6 separate regions of the Mus musculus genome follow, and regions 2, 3, 4, 5 and 6 are each linked to region 1. Evidence: chromatin contacts called from public HiCAR-type and promoter capture Hi-C data. All regions are on one chromosome and are shown on one strand. The core of a region is the stretch at or near the end of the contact, and the rest is flanking DNA. Distances in the headings are between cores, read along the strand shown.

What was found. Promoter capture Hi-C pulls out the DNA fragments that hold promoters and counts their contacts. HiCAR-type assays count read pairs that join an accessible place to other places. Capture Hi-C pulls out chosen DNA fragments and counts their contacts.
Region 2: a contact with region 1 is called in a promoter capture Hi-C map of liver, with 4 times the contacts expected there. The contact joins the promoter of Tmem29 here to the promoter of Tspyl2 in region 1. A contact is called at or near these places in 4 of 39 promoter capture datasets (embryonic stem cells, frontonasal cranial neural crest and liver) and 1 of 115 datasets of contacts at active chromatin or transcription factors (astrocytes).
Region 3: a HiCAR-type map of astrocytes shows a contact between it and region 1, with 3 times the contacts expected there. The contact joins the promoter of Tro here to the promoter of Tspyl2 in region 1. A contact is called at or near these places in 4 of 39 promoter capture datasets (cranial neural crest, hippocampal neurons and liver) and 1 of 115 datasets of contacts at active chromatin or transcription factors (astrocytes).
Region 4: a contact with region 1 is called in a promoter capture Hi-C map of liver, with 5 times the contacts expected there. The contact joins the promoter of Maged2 here to the promoter of Tspyl2 in region 1. A contact is called at or near these places in 1 of 39 promoter capture datasets (liver) and 1 of 484 Hi-C or Micro-C datasets (embryonic stem cells).
Region 5: a contact with region 1 is called in a promoter capture Hi-C map of liver, with 2.3 times the contacts expected there. The contact joins the promoter of Gnl3l here to the promoter of Tspyl2 in region 1. A contact is called at or near these places in 1 of 39 promoter capture datasets (liver), 1 of 484 Hi-C or Micro-C datasets (CD4 T cells), 1 of 115 datasets of contacts at active chromatin or transcription factors (astrocytes) and 2 of 9 other capture datasets (adipose tissue and liver).
Region 6: a contact with region 1 is called in a promoter capture Hi-C map of embryonic stem cells, with 6 times the contacts expected there. The contact joins the promoter of Tsr2 here to the promoter of Tspyl2 in region 1. A contact is called at or near these places in 3 of 39 promoter capture datasets (embryonic stem cells, hematopoietic stem and progenitor cells and liver) and 1 of 9 other capture datasets (liver).

Annotation. Positions count from the first base shown.
Region 1 is chrX:152,340,053-152,344,776 of GRCm38.p6, forward strand. Tspyl2 (TSPY-like 2) reads right to left here and starts at 2,432. Exons shown (of 7, transcript NM_029836.4): 1 at 1,488-2,432; 2 at 251-328; 3 at 34-145. The coding sequence starts at 2,273. It overlaps Gpr173 (G-protein coupled receptor 173), which reads right to left. Exons shown (of 4, transcript NM_001359449.1): 4 at 3,546-4,724.
Region 2 is chrX:150,457,118-150,461,841 of GRCm38.p6, forward strand. It overlaps Tmem29 (transmembrane protein 29), which reads right to left and starts at 2,033. Exons shown (of 3, transcript NM_001359039.1): 1 at 1,955-2,033. It also overlaps a transcript of Apex2 not described here.
Region 3 is chrX:150,655,318-150,660,041 of GRCm38.p6, forward strand. Tro (trophinin) reads right to left here and starts at 2,119. Exons shown (of 13, transcript NM_001002272.3): 1 at 2,028-2,119; 2 at 567-636; 3 at 1-297. The coding sequence starts at 611.
Region 4 is chrX:150,811,880-150,816,603 of GRCm38.p6, forward strand. It overlaps Maged2 (melanoma antigen, family D, 2), which reads right to left and starts at 2,466. Exons shown (of 13, transcript NM_030700.3): 1 at 2,350-2,466; 2 at 792-858; 3 at 1-435. The coding sequence starts at 836.
Region 5 is chrX:151,015,187-151,019,910 of GRCm38.p6, forward strand. Gnl3l (guanine nucleotide binding protein-like 3 (nucleolar)-like) reads right to left here and starts at 2,136. Exons shown (of 16, transcript NM_198110.2): 1 at 2,015-2,136.
Region 6 is chrX:151,093,804-151,098,527 of GRCm38.p6, forward strand. It overlaps Tsr2 (TSR2 20S rRNA accumulation), which reads right to left and starts at 2,740. Exons shown (of 5, transcript NM_001164578.1): 1 at 2,626-2,740; 2 at 2,362-2,452. The coding sequence starts at 2,709.

The DNA of each region.
Region 1 (4,724 bases), core at 1,182-3,681:
GGGCCATAGGTTTATCCTGGGACTATCACTTACCTGAGCGGTTGCGCTGGAACTCCTTGACGATCACCATGTTTGTAAAGTATGGGTTTGTCTGGAAGTACAGCTTCATTTTGTAGCCCATGGAGATATGTCTGAGGTCCTGTACCTGCTCAGGGTGGGGTAATAGTGGTATCTATCCCTCCCAGGGCCCTTCCCACCCACCCCCTCACCTCCAAAGACCAGATTCCTTGGCTTTCTTCTTTGGCCTGACCTGAAGATTGGTCAAGTAGCGGAAAATGTCTCTGTCACGTTGGTTGATCAAGATTGAAATTCTGGGGTGGTTGAGGAACTGATGAGTGGAGCAGTTTAGGTCAAGGATTTACTGTTCAATGCCAGGGAGGGCAGAGCAAAACAGGCTGAAGCAAGGGGGGTCCTTCTGTGTTTGAGTGATGTCTGAGGAGTAGGTGAGTGCTTATGCAATGTTAAACCTCAGCATCAGGGAGCCTTGCCATGGTTCATATTTGCTGTAGGTCTAGATGCTAAGGGTCTCTGACCATGTCCATGTGATTCTTGTGCTTATGTTCACAGAATACTGTATGTCTGGGAGCTAAAAGCCCAAGTCTAAGTACAGATACATTTGGTTACCGAGGACCTGCATTTAAATGTTACATGTATAGGTGTTGATGCTCAGTGTCCACATAATGGATGAATGCCTCTAGAAGTCTGTGTGCTTAGGCCCAGTTGCCTCATGTCTAGATATGGAAGTTATGTATCTGTATCTACTTGATACCCTGTGCCTGACTCCCGAGAGCCTATGATCATGTGACACTTTTTAATCATGGGCCAAGTGTTTATATCTATATAAATTCTACTAAAATGTGTGCATTTCAAATGTTGCATACGTGTTTCCCTGGGAATGAGCTCAACAGTCACCAATAGTGGATTGGATTCTTCCTGTTGTACCTTTCCCTTCATTTAACCACTTGAGCCTCACAACCAAGTGGTCTTTCTCCTGATTCTTCAGGGTTCCATCCCATTTCTACTCTCTCCCCTCTAATGGAGAGGATGGTAGACAGATTTGGGATTTCTAGGTATCTAAGCAGAGACCCAGGTTTATGGAGCCTTGTGTGGTTTGAGCACGCTTCCCGAAGAGCTTATGCGCCCTCCCTCCTTAGTCAGTTCATCACCTGTACTCCCCCCTCCTCTCCTCCTTTCTCTATCTGTTGCTCCGTTTATGGGCTGTGTGCCTTTTCCGTTACCCCTCCCTCTTTTATTGTCTGGGATCCATTTTCTTTTTAAATGTTGCAATGCTACTCTTTTTCCCTTCTGCAGTCTAGTTTTAGATGCGATTTTGCCCTCTTGCCATCCCTCTTCCACGCCTTCTAGAATCTTCTAATGGGGATTCATCATCCTCATCTCTGACCCTCCCCCACACCTCTTCTCTCTCTTCCACACATCTCCCCTTCAGTCATGGGCTTCTGGCCCATGCATACTGATGAGAAGGATACTGCTTTGACCCAGAAGCCTGGGATATGCTGGATGATGAGGTCTCTGCGCTCCAAAAAGGGCCTTCGCATCTGGATGAATTTGCGCTTGAGACGCAAGAAGGCCTTGCCTGCCTTGATGTTCACCGCCTCCAGGTCCATTTGAATGCTCTCCAGGGCCTGCAGTATGCTCTCCATCCTCTGGGCACTCCTCTCTCGGCTCTCCTTCGCCTTCCTCTGCTTCCTTCTCCTCCTCCTCCGACGCTGCCGCCTCCTCACACTCTCCTTGTCATCCTCATCCTCATCTTCCACTATTATGATAGCCTCCTCCTTCCTCTTCGGACCAACTAACATCTGGGGCCCCCACCCTCCTAAGCTACAGGTTTCTAGGGCCTTCTCTCCGAGGCTGCTGGGCTCTGCAACCTGAAAGTCAATTGCCAGGCTTCCCCCAGAGATTTCTGAAGATGGGAGCGTTTCCATGATCCCTGTGGAAGGGGCCTCCCCGAACCCTGACTCCATTGCGTGATCCCATCCGGGACTCTCAGCACTCAGGGTGAAATACGCGCGGATCCCCCCTTCCTCAAGAATGACATAGGGCAGTGGTGGGGGCAGCGTGGGGCCCACCCCCCTCATGTCAGCCAGCACCTGTGCAGCCTCGGTTTCTTCCTGGGGTCTCGGACGCTGCTGGGGTGGAGGCAGGGGCAGTCGCTGGAGCGGTGGGGGTGGCGGGGGCGGCAGGTCGCGCTGACGGGGTTCCGAGCTGCTCAGGCGGGGGGTCTTGGCCGGAGGCCCCTCGTCCGGGCGGTCCATGGTGACCGCACTCACAACACTGGCTCTGCGGCTCTCAGACAAGGCCGTAGCCACCAGTCACACTTGAAGCGGAGCCGCCACACCTCACGCGACCAGCTCTGCTCACCACCTCGCTCTGACGTCCCCTCCCACAGCGCCTGCCCCACTCCCACAGCGCCTATCGCCCAGGCCCCGCCCACTCCCTGGCATGGCGTCTGCTCTGCCCGCCATTGGCTGCAGGCCTCGGAGCTGGCGGTAGCGTTCCCTCAGCCCCTGCCTTCTCTCACGCAATCCGCTTGCCAACACTACACATCATCATTTTCTAATTGGCTCCCTTCGCGCCCACCAATCATCAGGCTGACTGCCCCTCAGTGATGAGAGGAAAACTGCGGGGCGATTGGCTATGAGGAAAGCTAGGGTAGGAGCCCCCTCACCCTCAGTCTTGCAATGTTTTAGCCAATGGGAAAAGTACCAGTGATTCTGAAGACCACAAGACTAGGCCCGGGGAGGGTGGCTGGGAGTGCGCAAGCACCAGGGAACGAGATGTGCTCAAATGAAATCAGAGAGCCTCGCTATCATTCTCCCCGCCCCACTCCCCCAACAACTACGCACTTTTAAAATCTGTCCCTTCCCCCACCAGTTTATGCCTGTGGGGTGAGCGCTGTAGCCCCTCAGTCGCAGGCTGCTTTGAACTGCTAGTAGTTTAAATATCTGAGGTCTTTTTGCTTTGGTGGTCAGGTTTTGACATGGCTTTTTCTATTTCTGCAAAATGGCTCCACAGATGCAAAGAGTAACTTCCTCTGCGTCATTAAAAAAAAAAAAAGGTGATTCAACTAATGTGCTAGATTTTTCTAGAACTTTAAAATTCTCTTTGTCTACACATAATTTCTACCCCAGCTTTTCCTAAATGAATGCGGCTATTAATTGTACCCTAATATTATATTTTATTTTGTTTGTGATCAGAAATGGCTGGTCTTTGATGAGGCACGATGGTGGAGTTTTGGCTCTGGTTCTAGAATCCACATAGCAGGTGACTTCCACTGTGACTTTAGCCAAATCACTGCCCCTCTCTGAGCTTGTTTCTTCTACATTAGACATTCCTAAGGAGAGGAGATAATTGCCCATTGCAGCCTTGCTGTGGTAGCAGAGGAAGGAACCTCAGAATCCATCAACAGGAAAATGGATGTGATATGTGTTTTAGATGGACTACTAGAATAAATTTGATCTATGTATAGCAACATGGCTGGATTTCGCAAAAACAGAATGTTAAGTGAAAAAAGAAACAGAGCAAGATTTATAGTACAATACTGTTTATGTAAATTAAAACACATCAATACCATATATTTTCCACAGATACACATAAGTAAATAAACACATGAACGGTGGTTTGGAAGGACACACATTAAGTACTGAAGAGCGGTGCCTATGTGGGGTTGGAAGGATGGGATCAGGAATGGGTGATGAAGGGGACAAAGCAAAATAATAAAAGGACCTTGCATGGACCAATGATAGAGTGTGCCAAGAACTGAGTAATAGGGTCAGCTCAATTCTGTGCACCTGAAGAAATAAGTAAATAAATAGTAAATTAATTGAGTGCTTAGGGAGTAGGCCAGCTGGGTAGATCCCCAGACTTGGGCTTTTTCGTTATGTTATCTTTCCTTCTGAATTTAGTCAAAGCTAAACCAAGTCCCAGCTGTATACAGTGGAACCGTAAGAAGGACTTGCAGTTTAGGCTGAGCAGTTCCTCTAAAAGCCATTACATTGCAGGGGGCCATTTCTTAACCCCATTGCCTTCATGTTTGATCCCTCCCCTATTCCCAGTTCCTATTTCCATGGTGGTCTAATATAAGAAATACCTTGTTTGAAATTTGGGGTGAGGATTGAATCTCCAGACATTGGGAAGAGATGGGGTTCTAAAGTATTCTCTCCTTACCTGGTGCTCAGAAGCTGGGCCAAAGGAAGACAACTTTATGAGATGGGAGTTGACTCTCTTGACACATACATACATGAAAAATTTCAGGTTCCATCTCCTAAGCACTCTATTTCCTGCTGCAGGCACATACTAAGTTTTGTCTCCTCTCCATTGTGTGTATGTGTGTGTGTGTATACTCTATTTCTTCACATATATGTATTTGCTCACATATGTGTACCAGGCAAGTTTTCCTCAGAGGTTCTTACCCACACAAAGTCACACAGACACACACTATCTCATTCAATCATACCTCCTCATGTGATCATACACAGATAGGAGACATGGACACACACACACACACACACACACACACACACACACACACACAGAGAGAGAGAGAGAGAGAGAGAGAGAGAGAGAGAGAGAACATCCAATATAACATTGTTCATTTCACTTTTTCCATTTACAAAATCCAATGATGAATCCAGGCAGTTAGAAAAAGGAAACGGAGGAAAACCCTCCCGAGTTTACCCTATTTGCCCTCCCACCTTGGTCTTTGC
Region 2 (4,724 bases), core at 783-3,282, 1.9 Mb before region 1:
GACCTAACAAATCTACTTCTAAAATTGCATTGTGAATAAATGGCGATGTTGAAACAGTAAGTCTGTACAATAAAAATTTTTTTCACTTTATAGAGAAATTATCTTTAAAAATGTACACTGATATGCTTTCCTTCTTTATATTCCCCTGACATTACACCTGTAATCCCAGCACTTGAGGGATATGGAACCAGAAACTCTGGTCATCCTTAGCTAGACTAAATTGCCACTTCAAAACTACTCTGGGATAATGGAAACCTGCTCAAAAAAAAAAAAAAAAAAAAAAAAAAAAAAAGTAAAAAGTAAGCAAGCATCCACCCCCCCGCCATTACTAGGACACAAGCTGTTGGCCTATGTGGGCCACCACCCCCTAAAGCAGGTTCTTCTTCCACTCTCCTTTACAAAAATGGTAGTACACAGGTACTGAGACAATAACCACGGGTATCAAGATGAGCAACCAGACTACCAAAAATTTGCCAACATCCCTAGTCCATCACTGTCTAATCACACACTTGCTTTGTAAAATGCTTTCCTTCATCTAGTAGAAGTTTGGCCTAAAATGAAACAATATCTCCAGATCTCCTGATTTTTTTTCTTTTCTCTTCTTTTCTTTTTATTATTTTCAAAATGAGAAAAGTAAGTCTTCAGTTTTAGTGCATGCATCAGAATGTCAATACTTAGTTATACTCTCCCCTCGAGAAAGCAGTAAGATAGATACAGATAAACATCTTTCAAAAGAAAGTCAATGGACAGAGTTTCATTAAACAGTCCCAGCTGGCCTTCAACTCACTCAGCCTTCAACAGCACAGGCAGGCCTTGAACTGCAACCCTTCCCACCCATCTTCCCAGTAGCTAGATTACAGGCCTGTACCACCAGGCCTGATCTGACCCAGTAATGTTGTATGGATAAAGAATTGTACCCTGAAGAAATCAGGCACTTGGTCATTTGTTCAACAAATACCACCAATGTTGAGAACACATAGCAGTTCTGATGCTGAGCAGAAAGTATAATGGTGAGCAAGGAGGAAAAAGCAAGTATGATCCTCTCCTTAGGCATCATCCTTTATGATACCTGACATTGGCATAAGGAGGAAAATCAGTTATTAGATGATGTCGTCACATTTGGAAAAAAAGTTCAAGTCTTTTTCTCATTTTAAGATTCATTTTTATCACCTTGTAATCATGCACGTGTCTGTGCATGTGGGTGTAGGCCAGAGGCATCTGACTGTCTAGAGCCAAGGTGTGTCCTAGGAAGGGTCCTCTGTAGGAGCAGTACTAGCTCTTAACTGCTTCGCCATCTCTCCAGTTCCTAGGGTCTTTTTTCTAATCATTACCTGTCAGGGGGGGTTCAGTGGGATTTCACTTTTCTTAAATTGTTAAAGCAATAACACAAATACTCATTTCTGTATGCTTAAATTATACCCATGGGAATGGGGAAGAAAAAAATAATCCCTAAATCAAGTATTGTAAACTGCATTGAGTCTGGATGATTGCAATGTGGATAAGAATTGTTTTCATTAGTACCCCTGCAAACGGTTAAATAAAAGAACGAGGATGTTTATAAAGATCCTCTAATGTTAATCCTAAAGACAAGTTAAAGAATGACTTTTAGAAAAGCCAAAACACAAGTAGCTGCCCAACAGAATTTAAACCGCCTACTATAAGAGCAAAGGGCTTTATCCACAGGCAAGCAAAAAAAAAAAAAAAAAGCAAAAGAGAACCAGATTGAGGAAGCATAATTTAGAAAGACTACTTTTTTTTTAAGCACAAAGGGCGGGGTGGAGTGGGCAGGACTCCGATACCGCGGTTAACATTGCCATCTAGCGGCCACAGAAATTGAAACTCACCCTCACGGAACAAAATTATTTTCCTGCCGCTTTTCAGTCAACTGTTGTAGAAATGAAGACTCCGGAAGGTAAGCGGAATGGAGAAAACCGCCAAAATCACTCGTACTTGCCTAAGAGAGTACGGCGATCCGAATCCGCGATGAAAGCCCGAACGCCCATCCTCACCCTAGCGAAAATCAGCCGAAGTCCCGCCTTCTCACCGGAAGGAAGCTGTAATCTGCGGTCTAGGATTGGCTGATTTTCGCGTTGGCGCAGTGGTACGAGTGAGGTCGCTGCCAGCTTCCCTAAGCATTACCGGTAAGTAACTTCCAAAGCTCCTGTTCTAGGCCAAAGAACAGAGCTTGTGACTTGCAGCCACACAGCCCTGGTCTCCTTATGTTCTAGCCATTCGAGCCTTGAGCCAGATCGCCTCCCGTTCAGCCCTTACCTCTCTGATCATGAAACCTTTTTGGATGATTTTACCTGTACCCTAAAACACCGGCGGGGGGGGGGATCACATCCTTTACCAAAAGAAGGTATACTTTGAACACAAATGATCTACATTGCTTTCCTTTTTTTGTTTTTTGTTTTTTCGAGACAGGGTTTCTCTGTATAGTCCTGGCTGTCCTGGAACTCACTTTGTAGACCAGGCTGGCCTCGAACTCAGAAATCCGCCTGTCTCTAGCTCCCAAGTGCTGGGATTAAAGGCATGCGCCACCACTGCCCAGCTCTTTCTTTCTTTTTTGTTTGTATGTTTGCTTGTGTTTGAGCCACAGTGTCCTGTAGTCGAAGCTGGTCCGGAACTTGGCATTTCACCAAGGCCAGATTTGAACTAATCCTCATGGCTCCACCTCCAGAATGCTGAGATTATAGGCAGTGCAGCACCAAGTTTGGGAATGGGAATCAATTCTTACTGACAGTTACTTTAGCATCAGGAATGCTTTGGATGTGTAGTTTACTGGTGTTTTTCTTATGGGATTTTATTAAGAAGCCAACCTTGAGGTCAGGGCTCTAGAGAACTTTTCTTCCAGCTATTTCAGCCTTTGTTGTTTTCCTGGAATTAAGTCTCTGTGTTCTCTGGTCAGGCCCCTTTCTTAACTATATTGAAGAGAAGCCAAATAGAGCATCCAGGCAGCAAAGATCCCTGTGTCCAGCCTAGCAACTCCTTGGTGCATTGCACTTTTTTTTCCTCTCCAAAGTTTCTTTTATTTAAACAAAGAGTTTTGCGATGAAAATCCCTGAAAAGACGCTGTGTGTGGTTGTGTTTATGTCTGCAGAAAATGATAGGCCCACTGGAATTTCAGAATTATAGAGAGATTAGAATTGTGCAGGTTCAGAGGCTAAGTGCTTTATCTTGAGCTAGGTTTAGCCTTCCTGGCCCCACTCAGTATCTGAACACTAACACCTGGTGATAATAGAAAAAAATCTTTTGGAAGGTGGTAACTTTAGAACTAACATCTTGCAATAATAAATAAAAAGCTCATTGGCACTATTAACTTAAAGCTAACATTCTGTGATAATAAATAGAAACCTCTTAGAAGCTATTTGCTTAGGACTAATATCTTATGATAATAAATAAAAGTCCCTTAGAAGCTATTAATTTAGTAAAGCATTAGCTCTGCCAATCCCAGAGCTAAGACTGTCATCAGATAACATCTTAGGCCTATAGAATAGCTCTTCCATCTTGTTCATACCTCTCTGGTTTACCCATCAATGTATTTTAAACTTGACTTGATTCATGACTTCCTTTGTCCTATAAAACTATTTGTAAAAAATAAAACTATAAAACTCCTTCCATGATGGAACTTGGCATTGGGGTAAACTAATTCTGTATTCCTGGGCCAAGGTCCCACAAAATGGATCCCGAAGAAAGTATCTCTTATTCCCTGGAAGAAGGGAGTTGTGGTTTTCACAACAACTGCATGAAATCCACTCATCTCCATGATATCTAGCCTTTCCTCTACTTGTGCCCTAGACAGAACAGTAAAATGAGAGTCAAAGGAAGTCAGGAAGTAAGTGAACTTGGCTTTCCTTAAGAGTATCATGCACCTGAAAGTAATGTTTCTAAGGCAGGTCTACAACGTTGTAAAATACTAAAGAAACCTTCAAGAGATTATTGTTAACCGGGAGATAGTGGCGTATACCTTTAATCCCAGCACTACAAAGCCAGGCAGACCTTTGTGAGTTTGGGGCCAGTCTGGTCTACAGAGCAAGTTCCAGGACAGCCAAGGCTACACAAAGAAAAACCCTGTCTGGAGAAAGATTTAAAAATAAATAAATAAATAAATAAATAAATAAATAAATAACTTTTTAAAGGGAGATTATTTGTAAATAGAAATTTCATCCTTTTAAAACTAATATATTAGCCAAACATAGTGGTGTACACCTTTAATCCTAGCACCTGAGAAGCAGAGGCAAGTAGATCCCAATGAATTAGGGGCCAGCCTGATCTAAACCTTGTCTCAAAATAAAATAAATAAATAAATAAAATAAAAAGCTAATTTATTGCTGCCACCTTATTGCATAGAACCATATAGAGGCATCTGGACTGCACACAGAGGCACTGAAAGCCAACCTCTATAGATGTTTGAGGCTTTGTATTTCAGGTGCATGTATTTTTAATGACATTACCATTGTTGACTTTACCAAATAGTATATCAGGCTTTTTTCTATAAATAATTCCTACTGGTATCTTAGATTGTATTACTTGGTTACAACATTAGAAGCTAGAGGGGAACTCCTAACTCACCTGAAAAGTAGAATTCCAGAGTCTGTGTCCTTTTCTATTTAAAAAAAAAAATGTGGCTAAGACTGACTATGTGTTTTTAAGAATCAAAGCTGGGGCTGGCGAGATGGCTCAGTGGTTAAGAGTGCTGACTGCTCTTCTGAAGGTCCTGAGTT
Region 3 (4,724 bases), core at 869-3,368, 1.7 Mb before region 1:
AGAAGTAACTGAAGCCTGGATATTGGGTGCCTCAGTAGTAGCTGAAGCCTGACTGATCTGGGTGAACATTGGTAGGTTTAAAGCCTGCAAAGTTACTTTAGGCTTGTTGCTAGCATTATCATTGGCAGATGGGACTGGAGGGGGAGCCGGTGTGGTCTTATCCATAGGCTTAATAGAATTCTTCTTGTTCTTGTTTTTCTTAGATCGGCTGGCAATTGGTGGGTCCTTTTCTGTGGTCTCCGACTGTACATCTGGAGAGAAAGGAAGCCCTAGGCTCCCAGCGGGAGGCAGAGGGCCCTACATACTTAGGATTATAATCCTATGGGCCACCCCACCTCCCTACAATCACCCCTCTCTACAGTTGCCTCCCCTCCTGAACAATTTCATTGAAAGGGGTTTGGGAAAGGGGGATGGAGCAAGAGATAGATAAGTTTCCTCTTCCCTGTACCATGCAAAGGAAGACTGAGATAGGTAAGGTAAGGAATTATGGAACTACACAGTGATAATAGGCTCCAGAGTGGTAAATGAATTCAGGGCACGACAAACAGAATGCAGAGAGGTCTCACCTGGAATGTGGGCACCCGATGACCATGGTCATTTCTTCTATCCATCTTTCTGAAAGGCTAATAGCCGAGCCTGAAGGAAATAGGCCTGAGTTAGAGGATAATAGGAGGGTGGAAAGGGGGAAGATTTATCAGAAGTCTTGCTAAATCTGAAGGGTGAAAGAATTTGCCTAATTTTAGGCCCCAAATCTTTCTGGGTTTGCCTATCTAGAAGCCCAGAACATGTGGTCTCTGAGCTGCAGCATCTTTTGCTTCCAAGATGGCAAATTAATTCTACGACCTACACCTTAATACCCTCTACCACACCGCAACCTGACAGTGCGCATGCGCACAGAACGAGAGCGAGAGACACGCACACACGCGCGCACCCACACCCACCCACCCACCCACACACACACACACACATATGCGCGTGCACACACACACGCACGCGCGCATGATAACAGGTTTTCCAAATGCAGCTGGTCCTCAAGGCCCTCAATACGCATGCGCTATGGTGGACAGGACCATTCTAACCATCTCATGTCCACATATGTCCCCCGCTCTCAGAGCTACAGAACATCTCGATCCCACCGCCTCCTCCTCCTACATCATTTCTCAGCCCGTCCCCCCACCCCAGGCTCCACAGGGCCTCTTCGCGCCACCCCCTCCTACCACCATCCCACCCCACCCCCGCCCCCATTCCTGTGCGGCCGCGCCAGCCCGCGCCAACCATCAGCCACTCACTCAGGCTGTGGTTCCGCAGTCCTCCGCACCTCCCACCCTCCTCAAGCCCCCTCCCCCCCCACCCGCGCCGCAGTCGCCTTCGCCAACACTATCCCCCCTCGCCCCCCCCCCCCCCGGTCCACGTCTGCAAGGGCCCCGCCCCGCCCTTTCTGCAACATTGATACCCCACCCTCAAATCCAACAGGGATAACCCCTTCATGATTCCCAGCTCCCTAACCCTACCAGGTCATCCCCTCTTTCAAAGCAGTGCTACCCGGATCCTAGCCCGTCCTTTCTCCCTTCCAAGCCTGGTCCTCTGGCCGTTTAAAGAGGATTCTGTCGCTCCTTTCTTAGTCCAGATTCGATTCATCCTTTTCGTAGCCCATAACGGGGTCCAGCCCCCTTTCTTCAGCTTGATCCGGGTCCCTTACCTCCCTCCTGAACTCGACCCTCCTCCCTTTTTGCTACAGCCAGAACGTGTTCTAGATGTTTCCTTTCCAAAATCCCAACCAGGTCTGCATCCCTTCTTTCCATCCCCAAACTGAGTCTAGACTTTCCCGTAGCCCGGAGATTCCGCCCCCGCCTTTACGCAGTGAGAATTGGGTCCAGGCACCTCTAAACCCACCACATCGAAACCGCTAGATCCCGAATCCAGCCAGGTTCCTGTCAAACCTTAATGCTGTGTGAAGCCAGTCACCCCGAAGCCGCGGCTCTGAAGCCCCCACGGGGTCTTTCCTAAAGCTGGCCACCTCAGCTCACCTCGCCCTCGTGAGCCGAGAGGACGTCTGCTCTCTCCAAGCCTCTCCTCAGGTCTGAGCTTGTAACCCGCCCCCCTGGCCGGAAGTGGTCCTGCCTCTTTCCGCCTCCAGAGGGGGGTCTCCGTCCCTACCAGCCCGCCCCACCCCCTCCCCGCTAACGGCTTCCCAGTCTCCTCAGTGTGGCGCATCTGTTTACTACCTCTTGTTCAGCATTCACACCTAGTCTCCATTTCATTTCTCTGTTCCCCAATACGTGTCCCTGTTCCTATTTGATTTTTCAGTTTCTCCTGAAGAAAATGACCTCAGAGCTCCCACGCCTGTCCTGACAACACTAATTACATGGCGTGATATACTGTGAGAACGTCACATTCATTACTGCCTCTAAAATACGACTAGATTAAGATAGAGGCGCTGAACATTAAGGTGATGCTCTCAAATAATTCATATATATAATATATATTTAAACAATATGTAATAAATAATTAAATACATATAGTTAAACAGTAGATGTAAGAAAAATCAATTAGAGCCTGTCAGATGGCTCAGCGGTAAAAGCACTCCAAGCCTGCGGACATGAATCCTATTCCCTGGATCCACATGGCGGAGGTAGAAAACCTACTCCCACAGGTTGTCTTCACAGCTCTGATTGCACACAAACACATATGTGCATGTACACACACTTTATTTATTACAAATAAAAATGTAATAAAAAAATCCCTACATGCTTCTATTTTATTTCAAAATAATTTCACTGATTCCTTAAAATTAAAAAAAAAATTATTTGGAAACTATGGGAGCGGGCATTTAACAAAGCCCTGATATAATTCCAGCACTACTTGGGAGGGAGATGTTGAAGGGTCTTGAGTTCAAGTACAGCCTTCTACGATGAGATGATATATTAAAAATCATATGTATATGTGCATATATATACATACAAATATACATACACATCTTTTTTTCTCATGTTCTTCTTTTACTGATGCTCTGAACAAGGACTTAGGCTTTCTCTTGTGATGTAGCACACTACTCGCCAGTGCAAGAAACAATTTGTAGCATTCACTTTTTTTCATTCAATTATGTCAAACTGAGTAGAGACCATTATGTCAGAAAAAAAAGGCAGTCAAAGCTAAAATGAGACATTATAAAAAAGAATGACATTATACACTGGGCGTTGAATCCCAGCACTTGGGAGGCAGAAACAGGCAGATCTTATGAGTTCAGGGGCCGGCCAGGGCTACATAGTGAGGTCCTGTATCAAGAAAACCAAGGGATACTTTTGGGATAGCATTGGAAATGTAAATGAGGAAAATACCTAATTAAAAATAAAAAAGAAAACCAAACAACAAAAGAATTATATAATAAGAGACAATTCACAAGGACCATATAAAAATTAAAAGTATCTATGAATCCAACACTGAAGCACCTATATGTATGGAGCAATAATGTTAATAATGAATGGGGGATAGAGCACAGTCAAACAAATAGTAAAGGACTTCGATACCCATTTTCCAACAGTGTAGGGATTGTCTGGACAGAAAATCAGTAAAGAAAGGTCGGACTTGAATTAAGCCAGATGAACTTAACAGACATCTACAGAACATTTCAGCTGTAGCATACACATTCTTCTCAAATCTACATGCAGTACTCTCCAGCACACATCCTGAGTAAGACCACAAAACAAGTCTTAACAAACCTAAGGAGAATATTCGTCAGAACCCATAGAACTGTATGTCACTAAATGGGAACCTTAATATATACAAAAATAATTAACCACAGCATACAAATAATCTTTGATGTAATGAAATCTGTGACAAGTAGCTCTAACTTTATTATATAATTATCCTGCAACTATACATTTTATGATGAAGAATGGCAAAAGAACAGAATATTGACAGCACCTAAGCAATGTTGTGAAGGGTGAAAAGGAGCAGTTTACCTTAATATATTTGGATGATTGATTGAATGAAAACTAAAAGTAAAATCAAAGGAAACCCTATAAATATACTGTCCTGTAGGTAGTGTATTTCTTTATTTTTTCCTTTTTTGTTCTCTTATTGAAAATGAACTTTTTCTCATAAAATATATCCTAATTATAGTTTCTCCTCCTCCCTTTACTATGTTCTTCCTGACCTTCCTTCCCCTCCAGATCCAATGCCTTTCTGTCTCTCATTAAAAAACAAAAAAACAAAACAAAACAAAAACCAGGCTTCTAAGAGACAATAACCAAACACAACAAAACAAAATATAACAAGATGAAACAAAACCCATCATATTGAAGTTGGCTACAGCAACCCAACAGGAGAAAAAGACTCCCAATTGGAGGCATAAGAATCAGAGACCCACTCGCCCTCAAAGTTAAGAGTCCCATAAAAATACTAAGCTGAAAGCTATCATATAAATGCAAATGTCCTGGTGCAACCCCATGTGGGCCCTGTGCTTGCTGCTTGTTTCTGTGAGTTCATATGATCTCTGCTCATTTGATTCAGAGAGCCTTGTTCTCCTGGTATCCTCTGTCCCCTCTAGCTCTCACATTCTTCCTGCCTCCTCTTTTATAGGGTTCCCTAAACCCCAAGGGGAGGGATTAGATGGAAACATCCAACTTGATTCTCTCCATGTAATGTCTGGCTGGGGGTCTCTTCATCTGTTTCCATCTGCTGCAGGAGGAAGCTTCTCTGATGAAGACTGGATAAGGCACTGA
Region 4 (4,724 bases), core at 1,216-3,715, 1.5 Mb before region 1:
GACAGCTGTACCCTCAGGCTCTGGTTCATCTGTCCCAGCCTGAGAGGCAGGAGCCTCAGTCTCCGGAGCCTTTGTATTGACCTTTGGATCGGTACCACAGCTGACCTTTTTGGTCGGGGTTGTAGGCATTGTCATAGCCTGCAGGTCAGACTTCTGCGTCTTGGTGTCAGCTGCTGGACTCTTGTTTTCAGTTGCCAGAACTTGGGTCTCACTCAGCTGTGTGGTAGGTGAGGCCTGGGTGGCAGCTGCCTCAGACGCCTCTGGGGCCTTTGAGACCTCTGTCGCCTTTGGGTTCCCAGAGGCTTTTGGAGCCTTTGCAGCCTCTGAAACCTCTGGTGCCTTTTCTGCCTTTGGTGTTTCTGAGACCTCCAAGTTCTGGGTCACGGTCAACAGGTCCTGCATCACGGAGCCGCTGTCCTTTTCTGAAGCTTTGCCCTGCAAGGGAAAGCAAGGAAGTTCACTGACCTTCTTCCCACCCCTCAACAAGGCAAATGGTCCCAAAATTAGGTGGCTACACTTCTCTGACCTGTAAAGACTCTTACCTGTGGTGTGCTCTGACCACCCCAGCCTAAACAGGCTTCCCAGTTAAAAAGTAATGACAGAACCAAGGGCCCGCCCACCCTCTCTCCCTTCCTCTTGGCCTCCCCTCCACTGGGGAGAGGGGATGCACCCAGGCAAAGAAGTGGGTGGAGAATGACAAGGATGGGAGGAGAAGCTCCAAGGATTTAGGGCAGCAAAAGGGGCTTGAAAGGCAAGCAGCAAGAAAGGGGGGGGGGGGGTATCGGTCTTACCTGAGAGCGAGCTGGATCTGCACCACTCTCGCTTGTGTCAGACATGTCTCAAGTTCACCTAGCAAAGCTGAGTTCAAAGAGAAGGCCTGGGTCAAGTGGAGAGCCCGCTGAACGTCGTATCCCTTGTTCTGCCTAGAAGCTGATCCTCACCTTCTTTAGGGCCCCAAAGCCCAGCCCCTCCCGGAGCCCCAACCAGTAGGTGCTCAGATACAGAAATTCTGTCTCTAGGTCTCAGTTCTCTGCAGCCGCACCCTCCCCTCCTCCAGGAAGATGTGCCAGCGCGGCAGCTCTGAGGACCCCGCCCCCTTTTCCCAGCGCACCCCCCCCCAGCCGCAGGCTTAGAGTGCGCATGCGCGTCTTCTGCAGCGCCCTTTCAACCCCGCCTGCTTTCCCAGTACAAACCCGTTCTTTGAAGTCCACCGTGCACATGCGCATTCAGCAGCTGGCCCAGTCTCTGCGAGCCCTTCTCAACACGCCCCTTTCTAGCTATACATAAAGCGCATGCGCAATGTCCACGGTCTCAGTCCAGCACCCAACTCCTATACACGCCCCTCTCCAGGTCCGCAATGCTGTTCAGCCCCGCCCCCTCCCCAACAAACCTTCCATCCAAATTGTCGCAGTGTCTGGTGGTCCTAGCCCCTCCCCTACTCACAACCACCCTATCAATTTCACAGAGCCTCCAGGTCCCGCCCTTTATCCTAACACGCCCCCCTCCAAACGGTAAAACCCAAATTGGTTTGGCTCCTTCCCTGTAACACCCCCTCCTCAACTCAGGATTGAACTAGTGATTCCATCTTAGGCCCAGCCAAACGGGGTCCAGTCCCCTCCCTTCCTAGCTGGATGGATTCGGTAAGATTTGGCTCTTAAGGCAGGTTTTCTCCAGATCCCAGAGGGTGGGGCCGACCCCTAGCAGGCTCTCATCCAAAGCTGGGGCCCATGACTTACCTCGTCCTCCTACAATTCCCGAGTGTGTCCACTCTCTCCAAGCCCCTCCGAAACTCAGATACTGCCCTCCCCACTAAAGGCCGGAAGTGGTCCCGCCCCTTTCCGCCTCCCTAGGGGGCCTCCGTCCCAGCCCGTCTGCCCCTCCCCCCTCAACACTCCTTATTCCCCCCCTCCCTATTCCCTTGCCTAACTCCGGACTCCCTATTTCCCATCGCATTTCCTATTTACTCTACAGAAATCTCTTCCCATTCCTTACATCCTTCTCTGTGTTACCTATGCAACCCCCCTCCCCAGTGTCCCTTAACCCTTCTCTGCATCCCCTATTCTTGTCCCTGGATCTCGCCTTCCCCTTCTTATTTCCCCATATTCTTCCTTCTCCTCCAAGCATGCACAGTTCCCCTTTTTCTCCCCTCCACCTCTGCCAGTCTCTGCTGTCCAGTTCATATACAGCTTACTACTTTCTTGGTCGTTCTCATTCTCACACCGCATCAAATGCAGCACTTCTGCTCCAGCTATAGTGGTCAAATAAGAATTGCCCACCTGCCCAGCTATAGGTTTCAGGTAGTTAGAACCACTGTCTGCTCACCAGGAAAGCCCAATGTTGTTCCCTCACCTTGTCCTCCAGTGAGTCTGGGATGCGTGTGCCTGCTCCTCTCAGTCCCTCTCGAAGTCTCAGCCTCCTGGACTAGAGCTGCAGACAGCCCAGCCCAGCCCAGCCCCTTTCCGCAGCCCCCTACCCCCCGCCCCCTTCCTCGGGGGTGGGGCAATGGGGCCCTGCTCAATGCTGTCTGACGCCAAAGCCCATGTTTATGCCTCTGTACCAGGTTCGGTCTGAAGCCCTTCCAACCCAAACTGCCCCCACGAAAACGATTCATTCATTGAAATTATTTATTTTATATCGTTATTTTTCTTACTACAAAAGTAGTGTGTTGTCATGTGAAAACCAGAGAAATGCAGAAATATGTAACAGAAAATTAAAAGCTATCTTTAATCTCCTTCCTCAGAAATACTCATGACATTGAGTACTTTGATAGACATTCCTCCATTAATTTTTTAATTTGTAGTCTGATTATGTGCACTTTCTCCCTACACCGGCTATACTAGTTACCTACTGTTCTGTAACTGCTTTTTTTCAAGTTATATATTCAAACCTCTTTCCCTTAGCATATGTTTTTTTAGAAATGTATAATGTTTTCTTGTATAACTGTCCTATAATTTATTTACTTAGTTCAGCTTCGTGTACTTTCTGGGTTGTTTCCCCCTTTTCGAACTATTACAAACAATGCTACAAGGACCATCCTGGTGTCTATATTGGACTGTTTTGTTGTTTTATTATGTTTTGCTGATTCAATTCATTTGAAAAAACTACCATTTTCAGCGTAAGTTAACTGTACAAAGTAATGACTTTTATTATGGCATTGACAGATTCACCCTCAATAACGTTTTTCACTAGTTTGAAATGGCACTTCTGTTGCCTGATAAATTCACATAAACAACTGGGTGTCTTCATGAGAACAAGATAAAATGTAAAGACAAAGAGAAGTAGACAAAATATCATTAGCAATAGAGCAGGTGAATGCAGACCCAGAAAAAGCTTATTATAAACTATAATTCACGGTAGTTATAGAAATAAAATTCAAGATCTTTCTTATACACAAATAGTCAGAAGTCTGCTTCTTGAGGTCACCTTTGCCCATACTGGACAAATGAAAGATAGCCAATCCTTATGGCTTTATGGACAATTTGATTCACATACATTTTCACACATCATCAAGGCGGGTTTATATATTCGTTTCATTTCCTATAAACTGTTACTTCCCCCAAGTTTGTAATGTCACCCTTCTACTTTCTTATCTCCTAGGCTCTCTCTGCTGAGCACAAATGAATAGTCTCTCATTTTCTTCCAATTCTGGTGCCCCAAATTCCTATCCTATCCAACTTATGGAAAACTTCCAATACCAAGAAAATAAAGTTCTCAAACCTGAGGGTCCTGAGGGTCTATGAAAGCACCCTACAGCTGGTCACCACATAGATGTTGTAGGTGTGTGTTTTAGAAGATCTTAGGTGTTGTATGGGGATTAAGTGTCTTCTTGGAACTAGAGAGCATAGCTATGACCTTGGTAGTCATCCAAACAAGCAGTGCTTGTGGTTTGGCCTAGAGTGTTAGCAGGGGAGATAGTGAGGAGATTGGTGGGGGCGGGGTGGACTGCTAGGACTTGATGAGTAATTGGATTGTGGAGGGGTGGATTGGAAGGAGGAACATAGTCAAATATTGGCATCTTTCTTTAACAGATAGTGCAGATAGTGACCCTTTCAGTGAGTCATGGAATAATGGAGTTAAAAAGGAAAAGAACATTGATTTTATGGCACTGGTGGTACATCCAGGTAGAAATGTCAAATTGGCAGTTGGATAAGCCTGTCTGAGAATCAAGAAAAAGGTCCGAGTAGAGGGTATCAATCTAGAAATTGGCACTTGTATACTTTAGGGTAGTAGTGCAGTAAATAACAAGAACTTAATTCCTGACAACTTTGCTGAATTTCCTTTAATGAGAAACATGTATGCCTCATTCAGCCATTGTATTTTCGAGTCTACACTGTGCCCCAGTTTCCTGGTGGTTCTCAGTGTCATATTGGTATTCATGACAGTGAGTGGATTTTCAAGAAACACCTATCTCTATTTGCCAACCTTTTTCTTCTGAAAATTATATCTAGTTGCCCATATACCAGTTAAACAACACACTTTACTATCAGAAGATGTGTTCTCTCACCTAGGAACTTCTTCCCATGAAACTGCTTTCTGTGTGCTCTGTTAACAATTTCTAACATTTAGAACTCCATGTTGATTCACTTGTGGTCTCTGGAGGAACAGAATTAGAACCTTGCATACTATTGAATTTAATGAAGTAAGCTCAATTCATGTTCATCAGCCGGGCAATGCCCTTCCTCTCTTTTACTTCCTTCCTAACACAATGGCATAAATATCCTTAT
Region 5 (4,724 bases), core at 886-3,385, 1.3 Mb before region 1:
TCCCAAGTGCTGGGATTAAAGGCGTGGGCCACCACGCCCGGCTTCTGGTTCTCTATGAGAGTAAAAAACAAGGCATAAGGCCATGCAATTATAAACTCAATGAATTTGCTCCTCCCTTGGGAAGTGTGCATCTCTCATTTTACCTTAGGTGAGAAGAAATATCTGGCAGTTGTGATGCATACTTTTAATCCCAGCACTCAGGAGGCAAAGGCTGGCAGATCTCTGAGTTCAAGGCCAGCCTAGTCTACAGAGAGATTTCCAGGACACACACACCCCACAAAAAAAAAAAAAAAAACTGTCTCAAAAAAAAAAATCAACAACACCGGGGCCTAGCAAACACATAAGTGGATGCTCACAGTCAGCTACTGGATGGATCACAGGGCCCCCAATGGAGGAGCTAGAGAAAGTATCCAAGGAGCTAAAGAGATCTGCAACCCTGTAGCTTCAACAACATTATAAACTAACCAGTACCCCGGAGCTCTTGACTCTAGCTACATATGTATCAAAAGATGGCCTGGTCGGCCATCACTGGAAAGAGAGGCACATTGGACAAACAAACTTTATATTCCCCAGTACAGGGGAACGCCAGGGCCAAAAAAATGGGAGTGGGGGGGGGAGAGAAGTGGGGGGGGTATGGGGGACTTTTGGGATAGCATTGGAAATGTAATTGAGGAAAATACGTAATAAATTTTAAAAAAAATCAACAACAAAAATTAAGAGGCTGGAGAGATGGCTCAGTGGTTAAGAGCAGTTAAGAGCACTGCCTGTTCTTCCAGAGGTCCTGAGTTCAATTCCCAGCAACTATATAGTAGCTCACAGCCATCTATCGTGGAATCCGATGTCCTCTTCTGTCATACAGGTGCACATGTAAATAAATAGAGCATTCATATACATAAATAAATACAATTTTAAAAGTAGAGAAAATCTGAGCTCCTATTCTATGGATGAGGAGAGATTTCGAATGCACTGCATTGTAGGATGATCAGTGATATCACTGGCTTTCTGGGCTAAATGGGAGGGGGGAGTTGTCTGCATCTCTACTGCTCAGATGCCCCCTCTCTTGGTCAATCTGGTGATTATAAATCATTTGGAGGGTGGGGTTCTGTCTCTACCTCAAAAGGGAAGAAAATAAACCTGAGTTTCTCTACCCTGAGGGTCTACTTGAGAGGCATAGCATTATCTCAGTGGACTAAAGTCTGTTCCCAGGTACTGTAAGCCAGTTTGGGTGGGCCTTTACTACCGTCAGAAAAACAGCAATTCTTTATGGGGTAGCTATGGGGGTCTAATTTTCCATAATGAAGGGGGAGGGGTAAATCTGTGTGGTTGCCCATAAGTCTCTGTCTCCAATGATTTTGAGGGCTGATGGTGTCTGGTGACTGGTTACAAGGGTAAACATGAGAAGGGTGGGTCTCTACGTTAGGAGCTCTCTTCCTCTAGATATTACACAATTCTGAGCTCCCCTATCGCAGTATGGAGATGGACAAGCCCCGTTAAAGACCTATGCCTTAATAAGCCAGAAGTCGGCCTGCTCAACCTTGTATTGGAAATTATTTTCTTATAGGGCAGGGATGATATCATCCACCATTTGATGGGTCGACACACCTGTCTCCATTACGCAATGAAAGTATAAACGTAATAGACCTTCTCACACATGGATGGGGGCGTCTGTCTACATGGGAGAAATGGCAGTAATGCGAAATGACGCCCAAATATCCTGAAAGGCGGAGGGCAACCGACATTTTGTCTCATACGCATGGTCAGTGCCTCTCTACATAGCCAGGATGCATCTTTAGAGCCTCTCTAGGAGGCCGCCAGAATGCAGTTCAGCGCATCGCCACATGTGGAGCTATCCGTATCCCTCTTCCAGGCCCTTCTACTTTACAAGAGAGCCAGCTTTTCACCTCTCTAGTCCAGGATGGCGAGCATCTCTGGTTTCACCTTTAAAAAAACAATCTTTACTATACTGCTGGCCTGGTGAGCACTCACCACGAAAAAAAAGAGAGTAGTCTCTTACCTACACTTCCGGCAGGGACCTCGGAGAGCTGTTAGAAGCACAACGTCGCCAGTCCAGGAGTGCGCAGCTAGGCTCCGCCCAGACTTCCGGATCCCAGCCCAGCTCTTTGCTCCGCCTAATTTGCGTAAGACGCAAGGGCGGAGTTTCGATATAATTGCTGCGCCGCACAGTCCCGCCCCCGCTCCCACGCTGGCCCCGCCTCCTGGCTGCCGGCGGGTAAAGAAATAGCGAAGAGGGGGGCGGGAGCCTGGCGATGGGAGGGGGGGCAGTTGTGTGTATCTGTGTCTTGTTTGTGTGTGTGTGTGTGTGTGTGTGTGTGTGTGTATACTCATGTGGCCACAAAAGCTATTTGTAAGACGAACTCTTTTGTGCGGCTTCCTGGCTAGGGTTAAGGATGTATCTTCTCTAGTCTGTTACCAAAGTAATCACTGGCAGCATTAGATGAGGGTAGGGGGCAATAGTTTGTCCTCCTGGAAGATGGCGACAGACCGGGTGCGAGAAAATGGCCGCCGGAATCACGTGTCTATTTGGCTGCGTATATCCCACCTGAAATGAGTTCGCTGTTTTCAGCAGCTTTCCAGTCTCACGGGACTCTAAAGCATAGCAAGGCTCAGCCGGGAGCAGCAACCGAAACTCTTTGGAATTGTCACTCACCGGTTTACCCTCTTCTCCCTCATGTATGATTCCTGTGTCTGCAGAAAATAAACCTATCTCTAAAGCGAGGGTAGGTAAGGGTGTCTTTAATAACCATTTCAGGAAACTTCTGACTTGACTGGGAAGTGAGATAACCCTCCAAAAAGCGTAACTATTAATTTAATTCCTTCCTGGTCATTTACTTCCAGTCCTTTCCCTCTCCTCAAGTCTAAACCTTAAGGGTGGGGGTTGGGCTAGGTAAGGCAACCACCCAGAACGTGTGTTCTTCATCTGCAACTCATTCCTGCTGAAAACAAGCCCTTTTGCTCTCCCTCCCCTTATAGTACAGGATTGGCTGCTACCTTTCTCTCTAGACCCCAGATTCTTCTGGACCCCCAAAGTAGCCATAGTATTTACAGGCTCTATTTACCTATTGTAGCTCTATGAAATTTCTAATACCAGCGTTTTTATGACTCCCAGTTGAGTAAGAATCACAGCATCCTTTATCACAATACTACACTGTAGTAGGTTTTTTTCTTAAATTTTTTGTAGATTTGTTCTAGTTTGTGAGTTTGCTGTTATGTGTGTGTGTATGTATGTGCACCATATACCTTCCTGATGCATGTGGAGAGCAGAAGGATGCTTTGGATCCTCTGAATCTGGAGTTGCTGATGGTTGTGAGCCATCTGCATGTGAAAGCTTGCTGCTGAGCTCAGGTCGCCGGCAAAAGCAACAGGCTCTCCTAACTGCTGAGCCATCTCTCCAGTCCCTGTACACTATAGTTCTTAATGTGGCTTCATCACCACAGGAGAGAGGACTCCTCAGAGAAATGACAGTTCATCTTTGAACTCTCATAGAAACCCAGTACAAAACTGGCTGGAAGCAAATTTGTCAACTGAAATTAAGAGCTGCACCACAAGTCAATGGGGATTGAACAGTTTAATAGGTAGCATTGGGAAAATTGGATCAGGATAAAGAGAAATATAAATGCCAGGTATGGTAGTACATCCCCTGAGTACAGAGTCTGAGATTGGAGGATCAGAAATTCAAGATCATCCTGGTTTGCACAGGCAGAGTGATTTAAAAAGGAAATTCATGATTTTGAAACAGAATGTCTTCTAGCCCGGGATGTTCTCAGAATCTCTGTATCGCAGGATGACCTTGAACTTCCTGATCCTTCTCTGTGCAGCTCTGGAATAATAAGATTAGAAGCCTGTGCCGCCACACCCAATTTAAATGTATGCCCTGCAGTGGATCCAACACAATACCTTTTGCATGTTAGACAAGCACTGTACCATCTGAGCTACATCCCCAGTTCAATCTTAAATGATTGTCTCCAGGAGGAACAGCAAAGTATGGAGTACAGATGAAAGAGAGTTTATGATACAACACAACCTGTAAAGTAATACAAGCTCATCGGTTGCATGAAAAACACAGAAACAGAATGAAGATAAAATTTGCAAATAATCTCATTTTTTCCATTAGTGCTTTTCAAAATGTGATACTTGGACTACCAGAGGATCTTAGAAATGCAAATTTATGCATCAAACCCAATTTTCTCAACTAAAACTCTGGCTGTGAACAACACCAAGGTTATTTGATAAAGCATCCAGGAATCATTTTATACGCACCTAAAATTGTGCGTGTATGTGTGTGTGTTTGTGTGTGTGTGTATACATGTATATTATATATAATATATTTATATATAATGTATATATGTGTGTTTATACAATATATAATATATAATAATATTTATTTTATCTTAAAGGAAGTTAAACCACTTGAGCTGATAATACTTCCACAAAAACCATAGCTTAACAAAACCCCAGTACCATGCATGAGAAAACTCCTTTCAAATGATTGGTCAGGGTAGTCAAAGTGACTCTGAAAACAGTATAGATTATTGATGTAGCTCTTGGTTGCCTCTCAGAGCTTGAGGGTAAGCCCTTGATGCTGAAGACACTGTACACTTAAGACAAACTCTTATGATTTGAGCTGGGTCTAGCCTGAAAGCCTGTTTCCTATGGTCTAGTTTCCAAGCTTCCAAAAATACTATACAAGCTACCCAGGGAGGGAG
Region 6 (4,724 bases), core at 1,490-3,989, 1.2 Mb before region 1:
ACACACACCATTCTCTACCACTCTTCCATCCCCTTAATATAATGCACTTAACTCCTTTGAGTACATGCTTTATCATCTCTACCTAGTTTCCCCCTTTTCATTCCTTAGGCCTCACTCTAATCGCTACTCTTAAGAAGGCCTCTTACTGACCAGTGGTGGCGCGCACACCTTTAATCCCAGCACTTGGGAGACAAGAGACAGGTAGATCTCGGAGTCTGAGGCCAGCCTGGTCAACAGAAGAGTTCTAGAATAGTCAGTGCTACATAGCGAAACCCTGTCTCAAAAAAAAAAAAAAAAAAAAAAAACCCAAAAAACAAAAATCAAATCAAAAAGGCTTCTCCTCAGGCTCAGTTAACTGAAGAATTCTGAGCTCCTCTTTAGCATAACACACACCACCCAGTATTTTAACTATTCATTTACTTACCTGAAATCACTCACTAGATTGTAAATGTTGAGCTGTGAATCTGCCTAATACCATCCTCAAAACTAGGATATTGGGGGCTGGAGAGATGGCTCAGTGGTTAAGAGCACCAACTGCTCTTCCAAAGGTCCTGAGTTCAAATCCCAGCAACCCCATGGCGGCTCACAACCATCTGTAAAGGGATCTGATGTCCTCTTCTGGTGTGTCTGAAGACAGCTACAGTGTACTCATATAAATAAAATAATCTTTAAAAAAACCTAGGATGTTAATGAAGAGTTAAAAAAAAACAGCATGCAATACTCTAAGTCCTCTTGTTCTTTTATACCCCACCAAGACAAAATGGAAGTGTAGAACTTTTGTGTAGAAGCAGCAGCATGTGCTTATCGAGCACAAGCACTTAGAATGTGGCTGGTCACAAATGAGACGTACTAAGACTTTTAAAATTCCAGATTGTGCCGGGCGTGGTGGCGCACGCCTTTAATCCCAGCACTCTGGAGGCAGAGGCAGGTGGATTTCTGAGTTCAAGGCCAGCCTGGTCTACAGAGTGAGTTCCAGGGCAGCCAGGGCTACACAGAGAAACTCTGTCTTGAAAAACCTAAATAAATAAATAAACTCCAGATTGTGAAATTTAATACTAAAAGTGAAAAATGCTTAATTCTTATGACATACTAAAATATTTTGGAAGAGGATTTTTGTTGTATTTATTTCATGTGCATGTTGTTTTGATTGCCTGTGTGTGCACTGTGTGTACCTGGTGCCCAGATAAGGACAGAAAGATGATATCAGAACCCCTGGAACTGGAGTCATAGATAACTATGAGATACCATGTAGGTGCTGGGAACGGAACCGAGGTCCAATGCAAGAACAAATGCTCTTAACTGCTGAGCCATCCTTTCAGCCCTGTGTTACTTATTTGTTAATTACATGTATGTGCATGCACATGTGTACAGATGAGGAACATTTTGGATCCTCTGGCGCTGGAGTTACAGGTGGTTGTGAGCTGAGAACCCAACTCAGGTTAGGAAGAGCAGGACGCACTTTTAACAGCTGAACATTTCTCCAGCCCCTTCTTTTATCATAAGGACAACTTGGGGATATGGAGCTTGAAACTTAGAGCAATTCCCCTGTCTCCGTCTCCCTGGTGCTAGAATCACAAACATGGCCCATATGCTAGACCTTGGATATGAATTTAATAACACTATAATATTTGCTTCTTTCATTCATTTATTCATTTGTGGTAGTATGAGTAGTGTAGAGCCTCACATGTGTGTAGTAAGCAAGCACTTCCATTGAGCTATATCTCCAAGTCTTTATATTATTTTTATTATGAGACAAGGTTGTGGTGAATCTGAACTTGAGGTCCTTTTGCATCAGGAATATGAGAGTACATGCCTGCACCACAGGGCCTGGCTGCCTTTTATTTATCAGAGGTACTGCTTTTAGTTTTGGTGGCACCAGGGTTGGAGCCCAGGGACACGAGCAGACTAGGAAAGTGCTCTACCACTGGGCTACACTCCTCACCCAACAATTTTAAAATTATATTTACTTGTGTAGGGAGAATCAGAGGACACCTTAAGCGTGTACCAGTTCTCTCCTTCCATGTTGTCCCAGCTATGAAATTCGGACTGTTATGCTTGTTGGCCTTTGTCCACGGAGCTGTCCCCCACCCCTCATCCAGCAATTTTAAGTTACAAGATATGACTCGAATAGTTCTTTTCGTCGGATCTTTCCATAACCATTTTAGAAAGTAGGAAAATGACTCTCTGGAAGGCAAAATGCGTTCTCCAGCATAATAGCATTTGAGTGTCATTGCCTCTAAGGCACTCTAAAGACACAATTCTGATCTCAAAGTCACGATTCATTCATCAAACGCGGGCTCTCTACGTCGAGGCTCTGCCACGCCACACTGCGACAGACAGCAACACCTCACATTCACTCACCATTGGCGATGAAGTAATCCTCCACTGCACCCCCTAGCCACTCGGCCTTCTCCTGGCTGTGCACGCCCCCGAAGCCATTCTCCACAGCGATCTGTGAACACAGGCCCAAGCCAACCATGACAGCATGGAAACCAGAACGGCGTGGCCTGCCGGGGCCTGGGAGTCTGCCGCTTACACCGCCCAGCCATGGCTCTGGCGCCTCGCCTGGTCAACTTCTATTTTGTCACAGCCTTAATCGTGACCCCCCGCCAGGACCTCACTTACCTGTAAAGCAGGCCAAGCCTCCAGCGCAGCTCGGACTGCAGCTCCGAAGAGCACACGCACATCTTCAGCGGCGCCCGCCATCATCCGTTTAGATCACGTGGCTCCCAGGCAGCCCAATCGCTAGGGCGACCTCACCAGGCAAAAGGAGCCAAAAGCCGATTCTCAGAACGTGGTTTAGTTTTCTGCCAATCTGGCTGGCAGCAAGACCAGAACAGTGGGAAACGCCATCAGTGGTAGATGCTACCACTTACCACAGTAAATCCTAATAATTAAAGGAGAACCTGGAGCAGAGTACTTAGGAAGCATAGCTGAAATAAAGAGGAAAGGAGAAAAGAATAGCGAGGGCGAGAAAACCTACATTTGCGAGGCTCAGCAGATAAAGGCAATTGCCTCCAAGCCTGAAGAACTGAGTTCAGTCCCTGAGCCCTACAGGATGGAACTAGAGAACCGATTTCTGCAATTTCCTCTCACCTCCACATGTGTTACACGGCATTCACAGGCGCAGGCACTCCCACACACAATAAATAAATGTAATTTTAATTTTTTAAAAATAATTATTTTATATATGTGAGTACACTGTCACTGTCTTCAGAGACACCTCAGAAGAGGGCATCGGATCCAATTGCAGATGGTTTTGAGCCACCATGTGGTTTCTGGGACTTGAACTCAGCTCAGGACCTCTAGGAAGAGCAGTCAGTGCTCTTAACCGCTGATCCATCTCTCCAGCTCCAACAATTCATTCTTGAGTCAAATATGAGTGACCATGTCCAGGATTCAGGTTGTCCAGAAAGATATTTTCTTTTGTGGAAGTGGTCAAATGACATTTTAGTAGTTACAGAACAAAGAAAGTCCTAAGTCAAAGCATTTACTAAATCTATTGATAGAGACTACAGGTAGTGGGATGAGGAAATTTCTGCTTAGGTTTCAGATACTGTCTGATGACATTCTTAGCTTTTGGATTCATAGATGCTCGCTGTTAAGTATGTATTTGAAAAGTTGTGATAACCACGAGATTTCTCGTTCAGATTCAAGGGAAGACAAGGAATTGTTTTCAATGGGATTAAAAGTAGCTCAAGGTCATTTGTCTCTCCTCTGTAACATTTTTACTCACCCCAACCACAAAGCTCCGTCATTTGGTCCTATAGAACGGTCCATACAGATGTACCTGTTCTTTTCTCTAGGAACTTCAGTTTCCACTGTGTAGCCATGTCTGGTATTGGACTCTTACCACACTCTCCTAAATTCTAGGACTAATCACACACCACCACACTTAGCACAGAATATAGATTTTTCTGAAGTTCACAAGAACATTCTCCAAGACACACCATGTAGTATTCCACACAACAGCGTTTAGTATGTTTTAAGGACTAAGGGCTGATAATGTTTCTATCTACCTTGCCAGCATACTGGGGTCCTGGAGTTTCATCCCAAGACCACAAAAGAAAAAAAAAAAAAAAAGAAAGACTGCAAAGCAAAATTAGAAATTAGTAAGAGAAAGAAACATGTGAAATCCATAAATTTGTGTAACCTTATGGACTCTATTTTATGGAAATAGGTCAAAGGACAAAAACAAAGGGAAATTGGAAAACACTATGAAATGAACCTTGAGTGTTGTAGCTGAAGTACTTAGGGGACACATTTTTAGCTTGCAACAAAAATGTTTGAGCTGTAAATATTTAGAAAGAGCCCATGGGGGAGATACAGCCCACCACTGCCCTCAGCAGTCTGAGGAGTTCTGTCCTCCTTCAGGTAAAGCCAGGCCTTTGATTACACTGCAGGAAAGAGGTTCAGGATAAGCCAGCATTGTGATATGATCATCCAGTGTTATCTGATTGTTAGGATCATTATGATATATGATAAGCAAAGTTAATGAGATTTAACTACAAGCGTTTAGAGAACACATTAAGCTCTGTAAGCATTTAGAAAAAGGAACAGTTAGCAAAGGAAGCATTTGTTCTGCTAAAGGAACACACAGCAATAAAATGACACCTAATGACAGTCTCCTATACCGGTAGATCAGTGCCTCTTTCAGCCACCATCAGAGAAGCTTCCTCTTGCAGAAGCCGGGAACCAACATAGAGACCCACAATGTATTGAGA